Linked DNA regions of Mus musculus: regions 2, 3 and 4 are each linked to region 1. Evidence: chromatin contacts called from public promoter capture Hi-C data. All regions are on one chromosome and are shown on one strand. The core of a region is the stretch at or near the end of the contact, and the rest is flanking DNA. Distances in the headings are between cores, read along the strand shown. Region 1 holds the start of Sptan1 (spectrin alpha, non-erythrocytic 1). Region 2 holds the start of Tsc1 (TSC complex subunit 1). Region 3 holds the start of Ddx31 (DEAD/H box helicase 31). Region 4 holds the start of Tor1a (torsin family 1, member A (torsin A)).

Region 1 (6,268 bases), core at 1,353-3,852:
GTCCTTTCCCCCTTTCCCCCATCCAGTACTGTTATCTCTGAGACCCAGCAGTTGCAGATTGTAAGGTATGCAGAATCATTTAATATTGGTCCTTCTGTCTGGCTCGTTTCACTTAGCATAATGCCCTCAGGTTTTACATAGTCACTATGTTTGGAAGAGTTGTGTGACTGGCTTGCCAGCTCTGCTCCTGCAGCTCTGGGGAAAGTAATTTTCTGGGCATGATCCTTCCCAATCAGCTTTACAGGGAGGAAAAAATAATACAAGCACTTGACTTTGTAGAGAGAGTGCAGGATAGCGGTAGAGAAGTGGACAGGTAACAATTAGCATATTTCCCCAACCAACAACTGACCTTTAGAACAGGGGACCAGGGCTAGCTAGAGTTTTAAGTCTAGGGGCTGCAGTAATCAAGAGAAGCTTAGAATTCTCTTGGATTCTCTGCTTGTAAGGAGGCCAGTAGAGGTGTGGCCAAGAACGTGGAGCGGAACCGCGCTGTCACACTGGGCTGTGCTTGCTTTATTTTGTCCCTGTGAAGTTCTCATTAAAAACAAGGTTATTATCTGCAATATCCCTTCCCCATGCCCACACATAATAGTGTGAGGCATGCGCTGAAATTGGTGGGAGGGAGGGGAGCAACAATAGAAACCATGAGCAATGGCTTTTTGATGGCTCATTTCTCCTGCCAGATGAGAACAGGGTGGGTGCCTGTGGGTGCCGTTATCCTGACCATTCTTCCGATCAGAAAATGGACCAACCAGCAGGATTTTAGTTTCCCAGTCAGAAGAGAGCTCCCTTTAGGTCTTGGATTTGTTTGGCATTTGGGAGAAACAGTAGAACCCCTATTTTCAGTATGGAGCCCAGCCCAGAGAGCCCTTGCCACCGAAGTATCAGGTCTTAGACATTGTGGAGAGTTAAGTTATACTAGCCATTTTGTACCCAGTGCTGAACATCTGAGTTTTAAATTTGCTGCAGCTGACTGAAGAGGTGGTTACTATGGTCACCATCAGCTGTTTTCAGAAATGCACAGCATTTCTGCATGCCTTTCATCCCACCACTCAGGAGAAAGAGGCAGGGGGATCTCTGTGTTTGAGGCCTGCCTGGTCTACAGAGCAAGTTTCACGACAGCCAAAACTACAAAGGGAAATCCTGTCTGGAAAAACAAAAAAGAAAAGGAAAAAAAGCCCAGTCCAGGAAGTAGCTCCTCAACCAGTTTTCTCTGTAAAGAAGATGGCATTAAATGCTGTCCTCCAAGCACCTGCCTTTTGGATCTCAGGAGTCTGTGAAGCTGCCGCTGAGCTGTGGCCACTCCCTTTTTATTTTATTTTTTTTATTTTTTAAATCTCTCCTCTCCAAGGAAAATGACTAGGAATGTTCTTTCACCATCATGCCTACAGTCAGAGTAGCTTAGAAGTCACCTTGCAGATCCTAGGCTCAGCAGAAACCAAAGTGCAGAGGACCAGGAAGCTTGGGACTGGGCCTCATCCCAGTTCTGGAGCAATGCCCAGTTCTTTATAATTATTTAAATAGGAGGGTGGCTTGGTAACCAGGAGGCTGATGCCTGGCAGAGCTGCCTGACTACACAGGAATGAGCTGGGTGCTACTCCAATGGTTGCCACACAGCTGTCACCCAAAATGGAGGAAGGGAAAGAGCTTTTGCAGTAGGGGAGCCTGGCTACAGAGTTTAGTTCAGAGCCAGGCCCTGAAAAGGGTTGTGTATAAGAAAAAAATTACAGAAATTGTGTTTTCCTTTTCTCAGAAGTCTAGCACCCACTTGCTTAACGCTTGTGTTCAAATCTTAGGTTCTCTGATTGCTGCTTCGTGCTTGACCTGGGGAGAGAGCTACCTTCTATGTCATCAGGATGCTAATTTGTAAAATGGGAAAGGCAACATCTACCTTGTAAAATAAGAGCAGAGATTAAAAGCCCAAAGCACGTGCGGTGTCAGCTAAACAGCAAAGTTCAATTAATACTGGGGAAAGAAATAGTAATGTCGTTTATCAACTGGGACGAATACACTCTGTCTACTGGCAACAGGAAGATTGCTGAAGAATTCTCCATATCCTGAAATAAAGTCTTACGCCACAAATCAGTCTTTTTTTTTTTTTTTTTTTTCCCTAACCGGGATTTTTTTCCCTACCACCTCCTCAAACACGGATCCTTATATCATCTTTTTTTTTTTTTTTTGGCCCCATCCCCCACCAGAACAGGCAGACTTGGGTCTTCCAGAGCCAAGCCTCCCCCAGAAAAAGTGCAAAGAGGGAGCCAACATTCCAGTGAGATCATCCGAAAGGGACAGGGCGTCTTTCCGGCCAGGGCAGCAACATCCCCAGCCTGACTGCGGCGGCGGGCCCCGCCCTGCCCTTCGCCGCAGTCTCGGAAGGGCTCCCAGGGCGGAGGGGTGCGGCACAGATTCTCTGCAGGGCGGACTGGGCGGGGCAGGATTGCTCGGGTCCCACGCCGCGGCGGGCGGCTGCGGCGGCTGCTCCGCTCTGTGCCGCGCCCCGCACCCCTCGCAAGCGCGTTCCCGTCCTTTACCCCAACCCCCACCACCCCGCCCCGCAGCTTCGGCTCCTTCCGGACGCGCTCGGTCCTCTCCGTACTGCAGTGGAGCAGCGAGTCCCGCCTCTCGCGTCGCCAACCGGGGCACTTCCCTCACGCTCGCGCTCGGCCGCCGCGGGGGCGCGCGCGGCCGCTTATAAAAGCCACAGTGCGCGCGCGCCGCCGTCACTATCCGCTGCGGAGCGAACGGCGTGAGGCAGGGGCCGCGGCGGCGCATCTTTTTCCTCAGCAGCCCTCAGCGCGGCGACCCACGCCCCTCACCCCCAGGAGCCGGTAAGAAAGGGCGGTGGGCGGGAAGGGAAAGGCCGCGGGAGGCCGAGCACCGGAGCGATGTGGACAGATGAGCTGCGGAGCCTCGCGGGCGGCTCCGTGGGCCCCCGCCGCCGCCTTTTGTGGCGCGTGGGCTGCGGGGCGCGGCAGAGCCGGGCGGCGACCTGGAGTGTCACGGTCCGCCGAAGGTACGCGAAGGCCCCTTCCTGCGCCCGCGGCCCCACCCGTCGCGGCAGGTGGCGGGGGGTGGTCCTCGGCAGCACCCACCCGCGAGCGCCCCCGCACCGCCCGTCGCCCGCAACTGCGGCGCTCGCACCTCTCGGAGCCTCCTGTCTGCAGTGAAGGGCTCGCTGACCTTAATTTCATCCTGTGTGGCGGTCCCGGGCCCTCCGGCCGCAGAAAGGCCTCCTTTTTCTTTCCTGGTAATAAATGTCTTTTCTCTCCAGTGCCGACCTGCTCCAGTATAATAGTTAGATGCGGTGCCGCTTGGTTGGAGGAGATCCAAATCCAATAAATAACTTAATAGCTTACAGCTCTTTTCTTTCTATATAAGACATTAAGTCGAAGGCTTCTGGGTTTTTTGTTTTTTGGGGGTTTTTTTTTGGTCAAATTCTACTGCTGTGCCAGTGTGAAGTGATAGAACAGTCTTTTGTCTGAAGCTATCCCTGCAAATTTGATGAAATGCTTCTCCAGGAAAAATTTGATTTTAAAATCCTCTCAGGTACTAGAATTACACACACACATATGCACACACGCGCGCGCACACACACAAACACACACACACACACACACATCAAGAGGGCTTCTATGTAAGTAAGGGTCGGTGTGTTTTAAATGAATGTCCCAGAAAGGGTGAAATCATTTCGAACTGCTACACTTCATAGGGCTTTGTTGACTTTCATCTCTCTGTTTCTGTCTCTGTCCCTCTCTCTACAGGCTCTTACAGTGTAACTCCAGCTGGCCTGGAATTTGCTGAATAGCTCAGGCCGGCCTCAAACTCAGGATTTTCCTGCCTCAGCCTCTCAGATAATCAGGTTTTTCTATATAGAGACCCAAAACATTTTAAGTCGTTTGTTCTTTACCCTTGGTATTTTCAAAAAGCTAATTATTATGACTGTCAAGGAATACAAGAGAAACCAACCATATGAAGTATTTTAATAATGTGTTCAGAAATTGCGTTGTCATAGCAATTGGACTTAAGTAAAACAGAATGTATCAAAGATGGCAGGGTGGGGGTGTCTTGTAGCCAGGAAACAAGAGCTTAAGAATAGCACTAGCAACAGTGAGTTGCATGAAGCCATTGAGCCAAGGTTCCCACTCATACTAAATGTCTTAGATTTTAAAGGTCAAATTGAAGTCAAAGTTGGAAAAAAAAAATGTGCTGCAGTAGATCCCCTGCAGGAAATTAACAATAAGCCTTTTTTAGTAACTGGGTCATTAATTCCTCAAAGGGACCCTCAAAGTGTGTTGACTGTTATCCAGGGACCTAGATAAAAAGGATGGATTTCAAAGTTTGCCCTATACCAGACAAATGTGAAACAGTTCTTATGATAAACCCAAGGCCTGGAGACATATAGATATGCAATTCTATTCCCTACTTTTGAGACAAGATCTTGACCCGTAGCTCATCCTGAATCTATGTAGTTGGGTATAGCTGGTCTTGAACTCATTGCTCCTGCCAACAAGCCTGGCTGCCACCACCCTGGACTTTTACCCCTCTTAAAAGAAAGGAGGCCTTGTTATATGTCTCAGATCCTGGACTCAAGCTTATTTCTCCACCCTTAGCTTCCAAAGTAGCTGGACCTATGGCAGGCAGGAGCTGCTGCAGCCGGCTTATTCTCTGGTAGTGCCTTTAGCCTTGGCTGTATGCTTTGTAGTAATCTAATACTTGGAGAAATCTGATGTCAAGTAATCTAATGAACAGGTTTAAGCAGGGAGAGTCATATTAAGTGTATCTTTTAGTTCCCTGGATTATAATTTTCTATTATTTTTTTCTTCTCTGCTTTCATCTCAAAGGTGGGGCCTCTACAGATACTGAGAAATGGCTCTTAGGAATAGCTACCCGAGTCTGGTCTGTGGAATGTGCACTAAGGACAGAGGCTCTGAGGGCAGCCTGCCTTTGTTACCAGTGCCCACTGCCTATTGGAGAACTCCAGTCTATGCCTCTTGGTCTGCTGCAGCTCGTCAGCTGTGGCCTTACAGGGGAATGCCATGATCTGATGGCTAATGCTTATTCCAGGAATGCAGAGGTCCGCAGAGCTGGCCAGAGAGCCATCTGGCTGGAACAGCCGTGCAGCGAGTGGCACCTTTCACATCTCTTACACATGCTGCTTACACTTGTTTTGAGTAGGAAATAATTGTATTTTGTAAAGGTACTGCACCAGCAAACTAGCCCCAAGGTCAATCTTTGTTGTTTGAATTCCTTACTACACTTAGGCTTTCATGAAATTATCTTTTTACTTAATTACTTTGACAATGCAAATGCCTAAAGCCCCCAAGATCCCTATTTCATCAGAATGTAGATGAGAAGAGGCATATTTATTTTTAAAAGAACATTCAGTATTAAAAATTAATTCTTGGAGCCAGGCGTAATGGCGCACACCTTTAATCCCAGCACTCAGGAGGCAGAGGCAGGGGTATTTCTGATTTCGAGGTCAGCCTGGTCTACAGAGTGAGTTCCAGGACAGCCAGGGCTACACAGAGAAACCCTGTCTCGGAAAAAAAAAAAATTAATTCTTGGGCAAACTGGGGTCTGAGAGAGAGCATGAATTGGCCAAGGCAGCACATTTAGGTGATGGTGATTGTCCATTCCCAGAAGCCTGGGCTCCCTGATTACAGCTCAGATTTCTGGTGGGATTCTGATGCTGGGGCAGTGCCGTTTGATTTTTACCTGTTTTCATGTGTTTTCACAGATTTGTTCTCTTCACTTTAAAGTGATTCTATCCCAGTTGCCCTTAGAAGTGTGTTGTCTTGCTCTTCCCCTTCCTCTTTAGAGTCCACATTCCTTCAACATGTTGTCATCGTTTCGTAAGCGCAGAGCTCAGGTATTTGACCAGCATGCAGAAAATGTGTTGCCTTTTGGGTTTTTGCCTGGCTTGCAGTGAAGACACATTGGTGTCCAAGAGGTTGAATGATCCCCAGAAGGGGAAGCCCTGCCTACACGACCTTTCTGTTAAGTAGAAAGGTTGGTGACAGTCTGGTTGGGATTGCTGGCCACATGATCAGAAGTGTTGTATGTTTACTGTTTTCTACCTTTCTGTTTCTCCTTAAGGCATGAGTATATTGGTCTCTTATTGCCATCCTGGTGTTTGCATGTGATGTTTGCTGATTTGTAATTGATGGCTGCTTGGTTCCTAAGAACCAAGGGAGTAAGTTACTTTAGATATTCAGAAAAATTACCCGAAAACATATAGTGTGAATGGTGTTTTCCAGTTGGACAAGTG
Region 2 (6,268 bases), core at 2,634-5,133, 1.3 Mb before region 1:
CCATCTGCCCTCGCTGGCCACGGTTAGGGAGCCCCTGCCACAGGGAGGCTCTAGGGTGCTGTGTGCAATCAATTTTGAAGAGCCTGGATTGGTAAAACAGCTACTGGCCAGGCTGTCAATCTGTCTGTATTCTTGCCTCCCCTCTGGGGTCCCTGGAATCCATATCCTGGCAGCAATTACCACTCTTCTTCCAGGTACTATATAAACAGTAACCACTTAGCTATGACCCCTCTCCAACATCCCTGAGTTCAGCACCTCACAGTTCCCATCTGCCTGTGAGAACATTCCATCCCCATGAGGTCAGCAAGCTGAGGGAAGCAGGGCCAGGAGGGGAACCCCCATTCCTTAAACCCTGTAAGTCTCCCAGCCACTGGTGGTCTCAGAAATCTCTGAGCGCACTCGACTCCTCACACTGTCGCAAATATAAAGGCAAGAATCTGCTCTTGTGAAATGGCTTATACACCAGCGAAGCTGAGAGAACCCCAAGCCCTCCTCTTCCCTTTCCTCCGGGGCTTATGCTTGGGCAGCTGAAATGTGCAAAATGGATGTTCTGTCCACAGTGGGCACAGGTTGAATAAACTTGACAATAGCCGAGTGAGGCTGTGCACTGCCTATATTTTAAGGGCATCCTGGGTTTGTCCCCGCTCCTTTAGGCACCACTCCTTGTGCATGTGAGGAGACTAAGGCTTGCCCAGTTACTATGATGGGAAACCTGCATCCAAACTCTGTCTGGAATCTACAATGTCTCTCACCTGCCTCTATGACAATAGCAGAACGGGGGCATCCCGGCATCATTGCTACCTTTCTAGGAAGCCCGCGTGGCTCAAGGCCTCATGTTAAAAAGGTCATTTACTGCTCCAAGGACACCCACGAGAGATGGAAATAAGGGAGAAAGCTAGTGAGCCTAGAAAGAATGCATTTTTCTATTTCTCCCGGAGCACCCCTACCAGGAGTCTAACAGTAGTCTTAGCAAAACCCATTTAGGGCTTCAACATGCAGTCAGCCCCACTCACTATGTGGTTCTTCAGCACCTGTTTTCTTCTTCCAGGCCGTATTGAATTGGGACCCAATAAGTCTCCAAACTTATTTCCATAACTCACCGAGAATTTTCTTGCTGAAAAGGCCTTGTTCTTGTTTCATGTATTAGCAATTCCGCTAGGCTCCGCCCAACAGTTACCTAGCAACAGTTTGTGTCTCCACCCGCCAGGTACGAGCCAGGAGCCAGACATAAAAGAAGACCTCTCCTTACCTTTCCCTCCTCCCTTTTCTCTCTCCATTCTCCCCTCTCCATTTCCCCTCCTCCTCACGTGTCCCCGGCTGGTCCATCCCATCAATAAACCTTTTTAATATTAGGCCTGTCTTCTGGCTGATTCTTCAGGGGAAACATCTTGGCAGGGCCCGTTGAGGTGCTCGCTCTCGCCGCACTTTACTACTGCGGTTTATAAACCTCAACACCCGTGTCTGGGATCTTACTCTCTTTGCAGCCTCCTCTCCTACTTCTATTTCACAAAAATCAGCCTTTATGTAAAATCCAACCCGAGAGAAGGCAACTGTTCTGGCTAGGTTGTTTATTTGGTCAACTCAGCTTAAATTGGGATCATCTGGGAAGAGGTCATCTCAGCTGAGAAAATGCCTCCATCAGATCGGCCTGTAACAGAGGTTGAGGGCTCCGCCCACTGTGGGTGGGGTCTTGTATGGGAAGGTGGTCCTGCTTTGTATGAAGGAGCAAGCCAGGAAGCGTTGTTTCTCCACGGCCCTGTCTGGAGTTCCTGCCAGGACTTCTCTTCATGATGGACTACAAGCCGTGAGAAGAAATAAACGTTTCCCTCCCTACGTTGTTTTTGGTCATGGTCTTCATCACAGTAACAGAAAGCAAACTAGGACAGTAGCGCACTTCTGTAATCCAAGCAGTGGGAAGGGCTGAGCCAAGAGATTCTCTAGTTCAAAACTAGCCTGGGCTGCAGAGACTCAGACCCTGTCGCAGAAGTAAATAGAATTTCCACAGTGCTACTGAGTCTTGTGGTACTTTAAAGTACTTTGAGTTTTATTTATATTAAGGTGCCTGCCCCGCCTCTGCCTCCTCTCAATTATTATTATTATTATTATTTTTTTTAATGAGTTTAACTTTCTCTTTAAATAAGACAATTGGGGAAGGGGGCCAAGCTTGAAAAACAGTAACACTTATTTTGGCAAGATAGCAACCAAAATCTAAAGTACAAGCTATTATATCCAAATTAAAAGGCATTAAAGAATAAACCATAATATTGGGGAGAGGGTACACAAACACAAGATACAGTATGTCTAAACATCTTGAAATTATAATTTTAGGGTAAAAGTTGAAAAATTACGCTGTTTTAGCTAGAGATTAAGTGCACCTTTTTTCCTGTTTTTCCCAAATAGAATCAGAGTTTACGATTTAATCACACCTCAAAGCTTTTCTCTCAATACAAAGCAACCACTAAATACACACAAAATACTTATTTGTTAATAATTTCCCTGGCTTATCCAACGTGCAATGCACACGACTTGAAAGACTACAATTTGGGGGTGAGTGTACACAAACTCAATTATCTTAAGGACAAGGAGAGCCTCCTGGATGTATGCTTAGGAGAGAAGTCCTAGTTCCCAAGAAGGCCAGGCGAGGGCGCCATCTCCTCGAACTGGAGTTATAGGTAGTTGGGAGCTGCTGCCATTTGGGTTCTGGGAACCTAACCCTGGTCCTCTGTAAGAGCAACAAATGCTCTTAACGGCAAGGCCATTTCTCTAGCTTCCGCTTATCATCTTTCACTGGGTCTTATTATATAAGTTTAAGTATAATAAAACCCCAAACTCCAACCCAAACCAAAAAACAACAAAATACAGCAACAACAAACCAAAACAAAAAATACACAATGCCAGGTGGTGGTGGTGGTTGTGGCGGCGGCTGCTGGGGCAGCTGCGGCGGTGAACACCTTTAAAGCTAGCACCTTTAAAGCTAGGCAGAGGCAGAAGACTCTCTTGACTTCCAGGCCAGCCTGGGCTACAGAGCAAGTTCCAGGATGGGCAAAGCATAAAGAGAAACTTTGTCTTGGAAAACCTTAATAAATACATAATTAATTAAAAAAATAATACAAATAAGGAAAATAACAGCAAATGAAAACTATATACATTCTGATATCCCTCTAAAAAGCTTTGCACCACAGCCGGCAAGGTTTGAAAAGACTTGACACCTTGTCATGGCATGCAAGTAAATCAAGGTATTCTGACTTTACAACATAAACTGCATCCTCTGACTAAGGCTGGCCTCTACATGTCACTCCACAGACTCTTCTGCAAAGGAAAAAGTGGTGGTGGGGGAAAGCCCCATCCTTTTTGCTGCAATTGACAGGCTGTCCATCCAAGGGGATCCCAGAGGCTCATTTGGAAATAGGAACGCCTACAGGGAGACCCCAAAGGTGGCAGGTGTGCCAAAGACAGAGGGACCTGGCTCGAAAGGGCCAGCGCTCTCCACTGAGCCTAGCCCTGCCAGCTTGTTTTTGACTGTGCTTGTTCCGAGCGCGCGCCTCCTGTCACCATCACGTGGCCGCCCCTCCCCACCCCACCCCTCGGCCGGTCTCGTGGCTCCGCCCTCTGCGCCGGGACTTCTTTCGGCCTCCTTCAGAGTCACAAGATCTCTCAGTGGGCTCCCACCTTCACGATCCTTCCGCCGTCCCCGCCTCCACATTAAAATCTCTTTCGGTTTTATTTATCTCGGCCAGCTTGTATCGTCATAAGTGGTATATCCTGTCCTGTCTGGAGAGGCTGAGACTCTGGCCATCTGGCATTAGGCTCGGAGCGTAGTAGAGACCCGAATAGGGACTCTTTTTCATAGCGGAGGCCCCCGCCGCTCGAGACGCTTCACGCCAGGGGGAGGTGCTGCGCGTCCAAGATGGCGGCGCCCTGTAGGCTGGAGGGACTGTGAGGTAAACAGCTGAGGGGGAGGAGACGGTGGGTGAGTACGGGGGGTGTTTCCCCTTCTTTTCCTTGTGGGCTTTTCGGGGCAGCTCTGGCAGCGTGACCTCACGCTGTGGGGCGCTGCGGAGCGCGTTAGCCGAGTCGGGGGTCCGGGGAAGGGGGTTCGGGGAGCTTCTTCCTCGCCCTCATCGCGCGCTGGCTCCGGCAGGGCTCGGCTTGGGCTGCTGGGGCCCCGGGGAGCTGAGGCGGGCCTGCTCCGTCCGATGGCATGGCTGGCTGCAGCTCCGGGCCCGAGGTGGCCCCGCTAACCCGCCCCCCTCGCTTGCTGCGGTGACAGGCTCCCGCGGGGGTGCGCCGCGCAGGTCAGAGACCCCGGGCCCGGCACGGGGACCCGGGGGTGGGGTCGCGGCTCGAGCCTCTACTGCAGCCGCCGGGGCTGGGGGTGGAGAATGAATGAAGGCCGCCTGTGGGCACTGGAGGCTGCCCGGCGCCCGCCGTCTCGGGGAGAGTGTGCACGGCCGAGTGCTTGGCTCTGGGTGTACTTGTGGGTGTTTAATTGATGCTGGAAGACAGTTACCTCCAAGTCGGCAGAGGTGCTCGTTAGCGACAGCTACCTGCCCAGCCACTGCTGAACGCTCATTCATTCATTTGAGGACCTGGAGGACCCACTGCCTGCGGTCCCAGACACCTTTTTTAGAACCCAAGCACTTTCTTTGTGTTGTGGGTTAGAAGAGTTTGGCTTCTCGCGTGTTGGATTTGGAATGAGAGAGACGTGGGGATGGCGTGGAGTGTGGTCGGCCAGTAATCGCAACTATCGTTTTTTTTTGTTTTTTTTTTTGTTTTTTTTTTGTTTTTTGTTTTTTGGAGAGGGGGAATAGGGGGTGCCTGTGTGACCGAGCACTATTGAAAGTGCTTGGTAGCCATCCTGTCTTTGGTTCTGGACAAAGGAGAAGCAGTCTGCAGCCTTTCTAAATGAAGAAACTGAGGCCTGGAGAGAGTGGAATAATTTGCCCAAGGTCACACCCCCCTATTCTGAGACAGCACTGGAATTGAAGTCCGACTGGTTCCATTTGTCTGTTATTTGATTAAAGGTGGCCTATTATTAAGTGAGTGTAGTTAATCATTTGGCCAAGGTAGGGATATGTGTGTGTGTGTGTGTGTGTGTGTGTGTGTGTGTGGTGAGAGATTTTGAACAGGGTGCATTTGGTTTGTATGTCTTAAGCTTTTGTTTCTTACAGCACGGTGTATTTGGTAATCCAAATTTGGTTACAAAGTATTTTGTATTTTTCCATAAAACCGGTGGTATTCACTGAAAAAAAAAAGGCTGAAATCCTTACTTAAGAAAACGAATATGGAATTAGCACTTCACTTTACGTATTGTAAGCTGTAAAAGTACTAAAATAGACTAATGCTCTTCTGAGATATTTTGATTTATAACTTTAGGATCAAGTTGGAGTCATCTGCATTCAAACAGGCTGGGGAAGCGCAGTGGTAAATTCTAGGAAGCTTCACAGAGCCTAATCTTCTGGGAGCCTTTGATTTACTGAGCAACCCACCTGTGATTTTTAACTTGAGCGTCGCTGAATAAACCTGGGATATGCAAATAGGAAAACTGATTTAGAGTTTTGTAAGGAAATGCCCCTTTAACAGTCATACATCAGGCAAACGAGGCTGTTCAGACTTTTGTAACCACCTGGTGTAAATGTAAGGGGTATTTATAGAGGATGTGAACAGAAAATACCTTCTTACTAAAGTTAATATCTTCTCTAAAAACACCCTTACATCATGGGGCTAGAAGGGCAGATGATGTAAGCTTTCTTAGCTTCATGCATCTCTTGGTGTCATGAACACTTGGTATGCCCCTAAATTCCTAGGTAGAAGGAAGCAGGCTGGCAGTTTCTTGCATGTTTTCAATAAGCTGGTGTCTGCAGGCTTGTGTCTCAGCGCCACGCTTCCTCATTGGCTTACGAGCAGAGCTACCTGGTCCTGTGGATGCTGTGGTATGGTGCTTTCTGTGCAGACTTGTGAGAGAAAACTGAGCAGTTTGACCAGGGCAGAGCTAGCACAAACCTGAATATGTAATGGTTACAGGAGAACAGAATTGCCAGAAGCAAAGAATTCCAAATGAATTTACCTGACCCTCTGTGTGCCTAATATCTGTCCCCACAGTAGGCACACCTGTGTACTCTGTCCTTGAGGTTTTCGTGCATGGGGTTTTTTTGTTTTTGTTTTTTGTTTTGGAAGAAGTCTTCTTATGTGTTCCAAAAAGATACTTGATCATGGACTTAAAGTAACATTTTGGGTTATTTGCTTCTTTCAATTTTTTTTTAAAGAT
Region 3 (6,268 bases), core at 2,751-5,250, 1.1 Mb before region 1:
CTTACCAGGTCTAATCTTAGGAGGCCTTCTCAGATCATTCTAGCTTTGTCTCATCACCCCCATGTCTGGGTCTGTAACACGTATCATGTGCTCAGCCAAATGATGAAAGCTCTGTAAAAAGATTTTAAAGAGACAGTAAAGACAGAGGAAGTTATGACTAAAATTAAAGCCAGGAAGGTTAAAGCCAAAAAAGAACAAAGGCTGATCTAAAAATATTCCCATCACAGATTGAAAATAGGAAGAACTCCATCTGTTTTTAGAGAGGTGGATAAAAGGCATGGCAGTGCAAATCTGTGGTCACAAAGCTAGGCATATCAACTGAGCAAGTTCCAGGACAGCTGGGGATGCGTGGCCAGACTTTGATCTCAAATAGCCAAAGAAAACAAAGGAGAAAAGTGAAAAAGTACAAGTTTCCATTTTGATTTTAGTGCCAAACTTTTTAAAGAAACTTGATCTTGGAAATGGAAAGAGTAGGACATGATTTACAAGGGAGTCCAAATTCTTTTAGTATATAGCTATTAAAAGTGACTTGATGCTAAGTTCCCAAGCACTGAAGTAATGCTCTAGGATACAGGCAAAACATGGAAAATAATCACTAAGGACCATGCTAGCCAGAATAGACACCAATTTTAAAAGATTTTTAAGTGCATGCAAACTATTAAGCCTACTCAATAACAGAATTCCTCAATGTATTAGTGGTAAACACCATGTGAGACAGCAATGCAGCTAGGGAAAGCTCAGCCAGTGAAGAGTTTGCCCTACAAACACAGGAGCGGAATTCATTTTACTCGTCGTGTAAGAAGCTGGGTACGGTACATGCCTGTAATCTTAGAGTGAGGTGGAGGTAGCAGGTTCCTAGAGCTCAAGCCAACTTTTCCTAAAAGCCACTACAGAACACTATCCTGAAGTGCCCCTAGAAAAGATTTCTATGGACAGTTAAGTTCTAACTATTACCCACCATTTCTCCTAGAAGTATCCAAGATAGTAACTTACATATAACTGATAATGTTTGAGCTGTGATTTAACAGAATCATAGAGCAACAGCTTTAAAAATGGTTCAGTGTTTAATGCTTTAGCTGTTTGAGGTATTTAAATCTTTAGGGATGATCAGTATATAGGGCACAGAAGAACTGGTGATTTCGTATACCACTGCAACAATGGAGGCCTCTCATGTAAACTCTTTTATCAATTAGAGGGCTACATAAAGGTTTTCTACTACTATTTAAACAGTGTGGCAAATGTCAAATGTAGCAAAATGTCAATTTATCAGAATCTTAGTATCACCTTCAAATCCCCAGGCTTTTCTTTCATGCCTGGAGAGCATGAAGGAAAGATGACAAGCGTGAGGACATTGAGCATGAAGGCAGTGTCAGACATTAAGTGATAATGCTATATGGTAGGTGATGCTTTGTGTATGTATAACTTAATTTTTCATAAAGCCTAAACAAGGCTTTACTATTTTGTGTTATAGCTAGGTCTATCTTGTGCCAAAGCCTAGGCTCTTAACGCCCTCTGTTAGCCTCAGCCCAGCAATCATCTGCTTACCTCTAGCCCAAGCAGTCTCACACTCCTGAACTATACCAGATCACACTATCCTCATGAACTGAAACAGCACTCAAGAAACTTCCTGGACTAACCTTCCTAGTTCCTAAACTGGTGTCATTTTCTCTGACTCTAGAAGAAATCTTCAGCTCCAGGCGATTCATCAATGCTCAAGAAACAGTCACACATAGCTCCACTCATGATGAAAGATCCATGTGCATGAGCAGGATGCCTCGCTTGCCACCTTGAGTAGCCTTTCTGAGCTTCCTGATAAACCAAACACTATCATTTCTTGGGACTGCTACAGACTCAGTGACCTCCTCTGATTTAAGTGCCTCCCCTCCTACTCCTTTCACCAAACTCTCTGTTAAACAGTCAGTTTTTACCATCTAGGCCCAGACTTTCCCTAGCTGAGGGGCACTGGAATATCCATTGAAACAGTAAGTTCAGCAGAGGGTGCAGCTTTTCAGCACCTTTCTTCTGCCTCCCTCCTATGTTTATCACTTCAACAGCACTACCAGTTTATATTTGAATCATTTCACTCAGATCTTAGGATCTTACATGACTCAGTCAGTCAAGCTGAATAATTAATTAAATCTGTGAGTCTGTAATCCCAGGCAAGATTATCAAGCTCAAGATGCTATTTAAAAGAGAAAAGGCCTGGCAGTGGTGGCACACGCCTTTAATCCCAGCACTTGGGAGGCAGAGGCAGGTGGATTTCTGAGTTGGGAGGCAGAGGCAGGTGGATTTCTGAGTTCAAGGCCAGCCTGGTCTACAGAGTGAGTTCCAGGACAGCCAGGGAAACCCTTTCTCGAAAAAACAAAAACCAAATAAAATAAAAAAAAAATAAATAAACATATTATCCAAATCAACAGTGTGTTTGAAATTTGAATCAAGTGTGCTAAAAAGAGCTCAGGCTACTCAAATGGTACCCGTGATTAATCACCTGGATTTGGAATGGCTGTCTAGAAGAGTATGGAAAAACTTTACTTTCAAATAAGCATACTGTTATACGTGTGTATAGCTTTATAGCACACCATGATATTAAGACTACATTATTTGTTCATGACCTGCCAAAGGATAAATAACCTCCTTGAGGGCAGGGGCTGTCTCTACTCTGATTTATCCCAGACTCCATTGGGCACCTACTCACTTGACACACACCCACTTTGACAGATTACCTACTGCATATACATACAGAAGGTATAAATAAAATAAAAGTAAGTTTTTACATTTATAGACTATGAAAAGGAACATCGCTCACTAAAGTAAACCATGTTTGAAAATGGTTACATTAATACAACAAAAATTAGAAACTCTACAGTTCAGGAGCAAACTTGGGTTATATGAAGTTGAAGGCAGTAAATTTATAGAGTTACAGAGACCTTGGACTTGGAAGTCTAAGCACCTGATGCTCTCCGAGGTTTTATTTTTCATCACACTTCCAGATTTAAGAGCTGTCTACCCAAGGAGACACAAGGACCGTTCACAATGAAACCGTCAAACAGGTAACGAAATAGATCAGTTTTTCTTCTCAAAGCAAAAGTGGCGCGAGAGGAGGGCGCTTGCATTACAGAATGAAAACACAAAGCCAGCCCAGGGCCTGGGGAGTTGGCCCCAGACAATAGGAGCAACGGTAGACAGGTCAGGGGTTGGGTCAGCTGCGGGGTGGAGTCACAAGAGTTCCAGAAATCCCGGGGCTAACGGCTCTAACTGTTCCATCCACCAGTAATGAAGGAATGGATAGCGGATCCTGGCTGGGGGGGCGGGGGTGTCTAGGAACAGTGAAGACGCTTGCACGACTTTTTAAAAGCTGCGGCGAGGCTAGCCCCTTCATTAAGAGTTGGATGCACATGGAATCCTAGAGCCGGGTGCAGGCCAGCTTCCCTTGGGATCCGTGGCGCGTCCGCGGGAGAAGCGGTGGAGGCGACTTACCTTGAGGAGGCAGCTGTTGAGAGGTGCGGGTACCGAGGTGCGGTGGATCACCAGATCCTGGCCTGGGTTGTGCACATCGCAGATAAGCTCCAGCACGGCGACGCTGCGAGCCGTGGACACAGACACGCGGTGGTCCTCAGACCAGGAGAGCGGCTCTAACCCGCTCACCGCGTATTGCAGCTTCACGGCAGGCTCCCGCCGAGTCACCATGAGGCGAAACGAGGCGCTGGGCCCGGGGGCCGCGTCGGCAGCCGCCTCCTTCCCGCCCCCTTCGTCCTTCTCCTCTGCGGGCGGCGAGGGCTCGTCGGCCTTGGGCCCCACCAGGGCCTGGTCCGCCTCGCTCATCTTACTAGGAGCGAGGAGGTCGGGTTACCGGCACACTGAACGCTCGCCACCTTGCCCCGGCCTCTCCCAGCGCCCTCCGCGCCCGTTCACTCCCCGCAGGCCCCGAGCGCCACCGAGCCAGAAAGGACCCCGTCGTTGCTAGGCAACGCCACCCTGCTAGATGGCCGTGGAGCTGCCTGTCTGGAAAGTGCGCTCCGGTAGGGCTGACCCGAGGCGCGCCTGCAGACACGCGGAGAAGGTGGGCGCTTCAGAGAGTCCCTTTCCTAGACACTGGGTGCTAGGTCCGACTAAGAGCCCACGGGAGAGTGAGCCTCCGTGGGTGACTGAAAAGCTGAGAAGACCAGCGTGGTGGCTAAAGGAGACCCTGCTGGGTGGGCGGCGCTCGGCCTCTTCCGGTTTCGGAGGCGTGTGAGGCCTCTTGTCTCCCGCCGGTGCGTGCCGTCCCGGCTCCCGGACCCGGAAGGGGCGGCGGCGGACCGGCGATAGTTGCGAAGATCCTCCCTCTCCACGTGCTACCTGGGCTCCCTGCTGGTTCCGCGGCTCCGCACTTGGGCTTTGGCTACTGTCTGCAGCACTTTGCCTGACCGGCCTTCCAGGACGTGCTTCGGACGCACTCAGGTCCAGATGAAGCGGGTGAGTGCAACCCCAGCCCGGGAGGTGCCACAGTGATCAGGTCCGGTCGAGTTCTTTAAGATGTCCAGAGGGGCTGCCGGGCTGCTCTCGGAAACACGTGAACGAGCGGGGAACCCCGCCTTGGGAGCAAGAGACCGGCGGGCTCCTGAGATTGTCTGAGAACTTAGGTTAGAATTGCAGGCTGTAGTAACTAGTCAAGTTCTTGAGACTAGCTGGGGGGAGGGGGGGACGGGACGGGGGACTAGTCAGCATAAGGATTGGAGGCTGGGTGTATCCAAGCTGGAAAATAATGCCTGAGACATGAGGTCTTAACTGTCGGGAGCCAGGTCTTCTGCTGGCAGGAAGGGTCACTTCTGTTAGGAATGGAGACTGGACTCGGTTCTTTGAGCTTTTAAACGGGACGTTTTCATCCACGTATCCGTTCCCTCGAGAGGAGAAAAGTGACTCTTACAGCAAAAAGATGGTTTTAGGGTTGCTGGTTTATCTTCTTGAAAGTGGGAAGATGTGATAGGAGGCTTCATCCCCCTCACCCAAAAGATAATAATGAAATACAAATTGCCCAGCCAGTTTCAGGTCAACCAATGCTTTTAAACTCCTTTGACTAACACACCCACTGCCTAGTTGCACCTTGGTAGAAGGAAGGAGGGACCTTATTAAGCTTAGAAGGTGATGAGTAAGGACTCTTCAGCAAGCCATTGGTATAGTTGAAACTATGTGGGAGGAGAAATACAGACAACCCTCCGGATAGTGGAGGAGAGGGCATAGGATTTACTGTAGGGTAGACCTGGGCTGGTATAGATGTCAGCTTTGGAATACAGTAGTCTATGTGACTTGGGGGGAGTTAGTCTCTCCTATCCATAAATAGGAACACGAATTTGTTTTATAGAAGATTGTTATGAGACTCCAATGGGATACCTGCAATAACTGCATATTGTCTGGTCCTTAGAGGCAGTTGCTATGTGCCAGTAATAGAAATAAAATCAATTGTGTTTCCTTTGAGGAAGTAGACAGCTGCCTTAGGTCAGCAGCATTGAATCAGGCTTGTGGCATATGCCCAGCCCTGTAGCAGGAACATGCATCTTGCTTACCCAGTTATGCAAGGCTTTTGAGTTCCATCCTCAACTATACAAAAAGAAGAAGAAAAAGAAATTCAAAATTTAATTGAGTGAACAGATTTTATCGTTACTTCAACTGTTGTTTCAAAAGTGATTAAGAGATAATGCAGGCTGGGTGTGGTGGCACATGCCTTTAATCCCAGCACCGAGGAGGTAGAAGCCATTGAATCTCTGAGTTTGAGACCATAATGAGTTCCAGGACAACTAGAACCACATAGTGAGGACTTCTCTCAAAAGGAAAAAAAAAAAAAAAAAAAGGGGGAGGGGGAGGCAATAGAGGCCAGTGAGATGTCTCAGTGGGTGAAGGTGCTTGTGGCTGAGTCTGATGTTCAGAGTTTAATCCTAAGACTTATGTAAAGGGGGAAGGAGAGAGCTCATAGTTGTCAGGTGACCTCTGCATGCTGACCATGACATATGTGCTCACACCCAAACTAATAACGGTACTGCAGGTACCCACCGAGGCCTTGATAATCTGTGCTTTGGTTTATGTATCCAAGTGGGAGTGGAAGATGTGCTGAGCAGATATGCTTAATGAGGGAGCTCGGTGTGGATAACTAATAGACTATTTGGAAGACCCTTCACAGCTTAAATTGGGTTGCTCTGTCTTAATACTATGAAAAATATTTTCTTAAGGATGTTTTCTGGTTATTAAAGTAATAGAGTTTCATTTAAGAAAAATTAAAAGATATAACCCCTCC
Region 4 (6,268 bases), core at 2,468-4,967, 1.0 Mb after region 1:
TGAATGCTTCCACGCATTGCACAAATGATTCCTTCTACAATTAAGAGCTCAGGGGGGTAGGGAGGGGAGGCAGGGAAGTCGTCGACACAATGCTATCAGCTTTGGGTTTCTTTGTTTTTTGTGTGCATTTACCCAGAGCCTCACTAGTGCTAAACAAGCCCAGGCCCTCAGGACAATGGCTGTGTTTCTGGAGCACTGTGCTATGAGCATCACACCCATACACCTTTGGCCTCACAAGCACTTCCTGTGTGGATAGCATCATACCCATGCCACAGACGAGGACCCTGAGCTACAGAGCGCTTGCCTAAGAAAACGTAGTTAGGCTGAGGCAGGCTGGGATCTCAGCCCAACCCTGTCCTATGCCAACGCTCCAGGTTTGTGACCTTGTGTCAGCCAGGCACCAGCTCTGTCCTCACAATGTCACATCTATCCTGTGATGACAGCCTCTGGATGAGAGGCAGGAACCCACCATCACCTCAGCCCTTCCTCTGCAGTCCAGCCTGCAAAGCACTGACTCAATCAGAGGCTCCCTTAGGGAGTCTGAACTTGCTCGCTCGGCATCCTGGGAGGGGGTGACGAGGCTCTCCCGACCAGCAACACACTCTACGAATGCATTTGGAGATGGACACGGTGACATTCATTTGTGATCCTGCTGAGACAGAGCAAGAGCTCCAGGCCAGGGCTGGGAAGAAAGCTTAGTGGGGTAAAGTGCCTGTCTTACAAGCGCCCCTGAGAGGAAGCCAGGGAGAGCCCTAAGAGTACTGAGGAAGCAAAGACAGAAGCCATGGGACTTGCCTGGTAGGCAGGCCCAGGTCTCAATGACAGACCCTGTCTCAAAAAAATGTAGACAGATCCTGAGGCACATCACTAGAGACAGACATGTGTACACACATGATGACAAGCACACACAAACACAAAATTAAAAACAAACCAAACTAAAATGATGATGATGATAATAAACACAGTTCAGGCTGCAACAATGAGCTCATGGGCAGCGGGCTCAAGAATAAAGCAGACAAACGAGCCCACCTTATTTGTATTTGGTTGTTCGGTGGGGCAGATGCTAAAGAATGAAGTCAGAGCCTCAGTCACCCTAAGCCAGCCCCAGACAAACCCCAGCCAGGTTCGTATACACTGAGCCATCAAGGGGAGACACACAGACCTCTTAAAGCATCTTCCTGGGAAAACTGAGCCCAAATCCTACCTAGGGTGTAGGTATTTCCAGCCACCCTCCTCTTGAAGTGAGCTGGGGAAGGCAGCCATGTATCTTTCTAAAGAACACACGAACAGCTACACTGTACATCTATCTGCTTAGGGTGTTTCCACTGCTCTGTGACCACAATACAGTTCTCCTTTGTATCTAATGTAAGCAGCAACTCTGCAGGTATGGACCAGCTTCCCCTCCCAGCAGCGGTTCTCAACCTGTGTGTCGAGACCCCCGGGGCGCACTTATCAAATACCTGCAGATCAGATATTTGTGTTAAGATTCATAACAGTTACAAAATTACAGTTCTGAAGTAATACCGAAATCATTTTATGAGGAACTGAATTAAAGAGTCACAGCATTAGGAAGGTTGAGAAACTGCCTTAGAGGAACCTACAGTGACCTGAATCATGTGGCAACTCATGGTTCCATACAACTCACTCAGTCGTTAGAACTCCACAGAGAAGGTCTGCCCAGTCTCCTGCCCCAGACTGTGAGCAAGCGCCCACTGCTGCGAGACACCGTTCCAAGCTCTGTTAACTCAACATTTTTTGTTTTGTTTGTTTTGTTTTTCAAGACAGGGTTTCTCTGTGTAGCCCTGGCTGTCCTAGAACTCATGCTGTAGGCCAGGCTGGCCTCGAACTCAGAAATCTGCCTGCCTCTGCCTCCCAAGTGCTGGGATTAAAGGCGTGCGCCACCATGCCTGGCTATGACAACATTTTTGAATCTTCTCCCCAAAGCCATTGAGGAAATGATACTGAGCCCCTATTTTCTCCTCTTCCTCCACCTGACATCCTCTCCATTTCTGTTTTCAAACAGAAGCTTACTATGTAGCCCAGACTAACCTCAAAGGTGTGATCCTCCTGCCTCAGCCTGCTGGGAATACAGGTGTGTAGGAAAACACCCGCTGACCTCAGGCACCAAGATTAAACAACCTGCACAAAGCCACAGTTATGGCCACACAATGCTCAACAGAAAGGGGGTGCACTAACAGACTCGAGGTTGAAGCACCATTCTAAGATAAAGAATGTCCCTGCTCAAGTTAAGTGACAGCCCCTACTGCACAGCTGTAGGGAGGGAGGGACCGAACCTGAATTCAGGTGTGAGCCTGTTATCAGAATTAAACTCCAATAGCAGGTTGCAACAGCTGGGTCAAAGCAAACTTGGCCTCTAGGTTTCCTTTTCACAACAGGGGGCGGGGGGAGGCGACTCCTAAAGACCCTGGAGTTGTTATGTCCCCACTTCCCAGCCAAGTTGTCACCTTACCGAGTCACTTTATGAGTGTCACAGAGGCCACTCATAAAACTTTGGTGGTCTAACTGCTCTATGTATCTCAAACCCTTTGTAACTTACATATCTATCCCCCAGTGCACCCTCGCCACAGCGGGAGTTGTGGGAGTTGGGGTGGAGAGACATAATACAGAACTTCCCACATTCTGGGCAAGTGCTCTATGCCGAGCTACCCCCAGCTCTTGACAGTCCCCTTTAAAACACGGTAGCCTAGCTTCAGCTGTCATTCCTCCAAGGGATATGACCACTTCTGTGCACACCTTTTAAAGAGGAACTGACATACAGAGAGCCATGTTGTGGCTCACTCACTGACGTGGAATTCCCACATCCCACCCCACAACAGAGAAACCCCAATTCCGGGTCATCCGCGAAGGCGGTCAACTTAATGCTCTTGCCTTATACTGTGTGATGTTAGAGGCGTGGGGGAAGTGTAGCGTGGCCACAAACAGGTGTACATAGTCACTGTTCAGTCCGCCCTCGTAAATATTCTCCGCGATGATCTTGCTGGCGAAGTTTTTGCCGGTGCCCGTCCACCCGTGCAGAGAGAGGGTAAGGGGCTTCTTGGGCTTCGGGTTGCTTAGGAAACCAGACACGGCGTTTAGGATGACTTTTTTTGCAAGATGCTGTCCAAAGAGCTTGTTATCCAGATCTTTCTGCAGCGCTGAGAAAGGAAAGATCACTCTGGTCAGGAGAGAAACAAGCTGGCAAAAGGCAGCCCCATTTCCAGGACGTCAGGGCCCGCGGAGCCTGGTTTGGAGAGCGCTGAGGGACCCTGGTGCTGCGAACTCTGCCCTTCCTCGGGGTTGGCCCCAAAGCCAAGCGGAAGAGGTGCCGTGAGGCCGCCCCGGAGAGCTCCGCGCAGGGCTGACACCCTACCCCGGGCCCCGACCACTCATCTCTCAGGCCTCCGGCCAAAGTCTGGCCTGGCAGCGGCGCCATCCCCCTGCCGCAGCATCCCGGACGCCTGGTGCCCGCCTACCCTCCCGGCTGAGGCTCCGCATCTGGCCGCAGCACTCGGCGAAGAGGCAGTAGAGACGAGGGTAGGAGATATAGGTGGTGAGTACGCCGGCCAGGGCCAGACTCAGGCTGATGGGCTCCACCGCACGAACCACGCACGGCGCCAGCAGCAGCAGGGCCAGAGCGGCCCGGCCAAGCTTCATAACCGGACCCGCGCACCTTGCGCGCCCAGCGCCCGCCCAGCGCCCACCGTACCCCGCGCACCGCCCAGACTCGTATTTCCGGTTCCTGCTGGCGGGGCCGCCCTCTTTGTCCGGGGCAGGCAGTCTACCGACGCTAGTGGCTACCATCTTTGTTAAGGGCAAAGTCCCTTCTGCTTCTGAACCTTGATGTTACAGGAATAATATTGAGATTATAGGAATCAGGTGATGATGACTGCTGCCCTATCCCCATCAAGTAACAGTGTTTTAGAACCATTTTTTTTTAATGATGGGCGGAGAGATGGCTCAGCGGTTAAGAGCACTGACTGCTCTCCCAGAGGTTCTGAGTTCAATTCCCAGTAACCACATGGTAGCTCACAACCATCTGTAATGGGATCTGGTGCCCTCTTCTGGTGTGTCTGAAGACAGCGACAGTGTACTGACATACATGAAATAAATAAGTATTAAAAAAGAAATGACGCAGGCACCTGCGTGCATGTGGTGCTCATAAACTCATGTGGGCTTACACACATGCATAAATTAACATGTAAATGAATAAATTTTTAAAAATGAGAGGATAATATAGTGGGTTCCCACATGACCCCCCCCCAACGTGCGTCCCTATCATTAAATCTGACAGGTGCGGTGGGTGGTGTGCACCCTTAACCCCAACACTCTGTATGAGTTGGGGCCAGTCTACAAAGTTTCAAGCAGGTCAAAGCTGCATATTGGATCTTGTCGTTAAAACAAAACAAAACAAAACAGAACAAAACTGACATTTGAGGGCTGGGTATTGTAGCACACACCTTTAATCCCAGCACTCTGGGAAGTAGAGACAGGTGATTGTCTTGGATATCTGAGTTGGAGGCCACCCTGTCCTATACAAGGAATTCCAGGTGCAGTCAGGGCTACAGTGAGAGTCTGACATCTCAAAAAAAAAAAAAAGAGGGATCTGCATCTCATACTTGTTAAAAACCCATGACCAGTATTTTTTTTTAAAGATTTTATTTATTTATGTATGTGAGTATACTGACTTCAGACACACCAGAAGAGGGCATCAGATTTCCACTACAGATGGTTGTGAGCCACCATGTGGTTGCTGGGAATTGAACTCAGGACCTCTGGAAGAGCAGTCAGTGCTCTTAACCACTGAGCCATCTCTCCAGCCCCATGAGCAATATTATTAAATAAAGCCCATAGTTTCTTACCCAGTTTCTTCCTTAGGGAACTGTAGGAATAATGTTATTGTGCACTGTATAAGGATTATCCTTGTATTATTCACATGCTGATTGCTATGCCCTCATATATGGTTGCTATCCTTATTTTGAGAACTGCCTGTCATCAATGTTGTGTAAACATTGCTTCCTAATTATTCAGATTGGTCAATAAAGGGCTGATCAGCCAGTGACAGAACAGGAGAGAGGGAGGAAGTGGGGATTTAGCCATGAGGTGGGAAGTCCAGAAGACATCATAATCATAAAAAACAGCTGGAGCAGAGAAAGCCATAAAATACAACAAGTATCTCAAGGATTGTGGCTGTGAAGTAGTCAGATTAGCTTAAAGGACTAAAATAAACTAATACTGCTCAGTTGTTGTGCCTTAAACCTGTTAAATAAAATTAAATAGTCCTGTCTCAGTTATCTGGAAGCTAGTCGGCTTAAGAGCAAACTGTAACATTTATAAATTACCACTAACAGGGAACACTTTGAGCTCCCCACAGTGCTGACTCTCAGCTTCTCTTGGGTGCTCTTTAAATGACTTTGAGAGTTTTGAGAAATACTAGACACTTGGGGAAGGGGAGTTCTGAGAATGAAACCCTGGGCCCCATGCATTGTAGGCAAATGCTGCATGGAGCTATGCCTCAGACCTTCTGTTTCTTGTTTGGCTTCATATTAAGCTTTCTTTGGGATGGCAGGGTGGGGGCAGGGTTGGCTGGTGGTCAGGGGATGGTAGCTAGGCTACAGGACCTCTACACTCCTAACCTGTTAGCCATCTCCACAGCCTCCGTTTTAAGCTAAAATCTTCAGAACTACGCCAGGCTGTCTTTCAACATAGTACAGACTGGTTTTGAAACTTGATCTCCCTGCCTCAACCTCCTTAGTTCTGGGACATAGGCCTGGTCTTTTGTTGTTGTCATTCCTGGGGATCAAATCTTGGGCCCTCTGCATGTAGCTGTATCACTGAGCTATCTCCTTATCTGAAAATGTTTGCAGACTGTCCTCCTATTGGAATTTGACATTTTCTCATCATTAACTAGAGTTCAGGAAGGGGTTGCCAATGTAAAGTACTATTTCCATGCCGGGTGTGGTGGTGCACGCCTTTAATCCCAGCACTAGGGAGGCAGAGGCAGGTGGATTTCTGAGTTCCAGGCCAGCCTGGTCCACAATGTGAGTTCCAGGACAGCCAGGGCTATACAGAGAAACCCTGTCTCAAAAAACCAAAGGAAGGAAGGAAGGAAGGAAGGAAGGAAGGAAGGAAGGAAGAAAGAAAGGAAGGAAGGAAGAAAGGAAGAAAGAAAATAAATAAAGAAAAGTGCTATTTCCACCACATCCTACCCAGGGCCACATCGTCAGCTTTGTTTGATTGCTGAGACAGTCCTAATTTGCTTTCAGTTAAT

The links. Promoter capture Hi-C pulls out the DNA fragments that hold promoters and counts their contacts.
Region 2: a contact with region 1 is called in a promoter capture Hi-C map of pre-B cells, with 2.3 times the contacts expected there. The contact joins the promoter of Tsc1 here to the promoter of Sptan1 in region 1. A contact is called at or near these places in 2 of 39 promoter capture datasets (the 3T3-L1 cell line and pre-B cells).
Region 3: a contact with region 1 is called in a promoter capture Hi-C map of pre-B cells, with 3 times the contacts expected there. The contact joins the promoter of Ddx31 here to the promoter of Sptan1 in region 1. A contact is called at or near these places in 5 of 39 promoter capture datasets (the C10 cell line, the HPC-7 cell line, cranial neural crest and 2 more).
Region 4: a promoter capture Hi-C map of neutrophils shows a contact between it and region 1, with 3 times the contacts expected there. The contact joins the promoter of Tor1a here to the promoter of Sptan1 in region 1. A contact is called at or near these places in 3 of 39 promoter capture datasets (liver, neutrophils and pre-B cells).

What each region holds. Positions count from the first base shown.
Region 1 is chr2:29,962,958-29,969,225 of GRCm38.p6, forward strand. It overlaps Sptan1 (spectrin alpha, non-erythrocytic 1), which reads left to right and starts at 2,603. Exons shown (of 57, transcript NM_001177667.1): 1 at 2,603-2,828.
Region 2 is chr2:28,637,350-28,643,617 of GRCm38.p6, forward strand. It overlaps Tsc1 (TSC complex subunit 1), which reads left to right and starts at 3,884. Exons shown (of 23, transcript NM_022887.4): 1 at 3,884-3,941.
Region 3 is chr2:28,836,406-28,842,673 of GRCm38.p6, forward strand. Ddx31 (DEAD/H box helicase 31) reads left to right here and starts at 4,001. Exons shown (of 20, transcript NM_001033294.3): 1 at 4,001-4,455. The coding sequence starts at 4,447. Gtf3c4 (general transcription factor IIIC, polypeptide 4) reads right to left here and starts at 3,955. Exons shown (of 5, transcript NM_172977.3): 1 at 3,478-3,955. The coding sequence starts at 3,822.
Region 4 is chr2:30,964,201-30,970,468 of GRCm38.p6, forward strand. It overlaps Tor1a (torsin family 1, member A (torsin A)), which reads right to left and starts at 3,718. Exons shown (of 5, transcript NM_144884.2): 1 at 3,474-3,718; 2 at 2,890-3,155. The coding sequence starts at 3,654.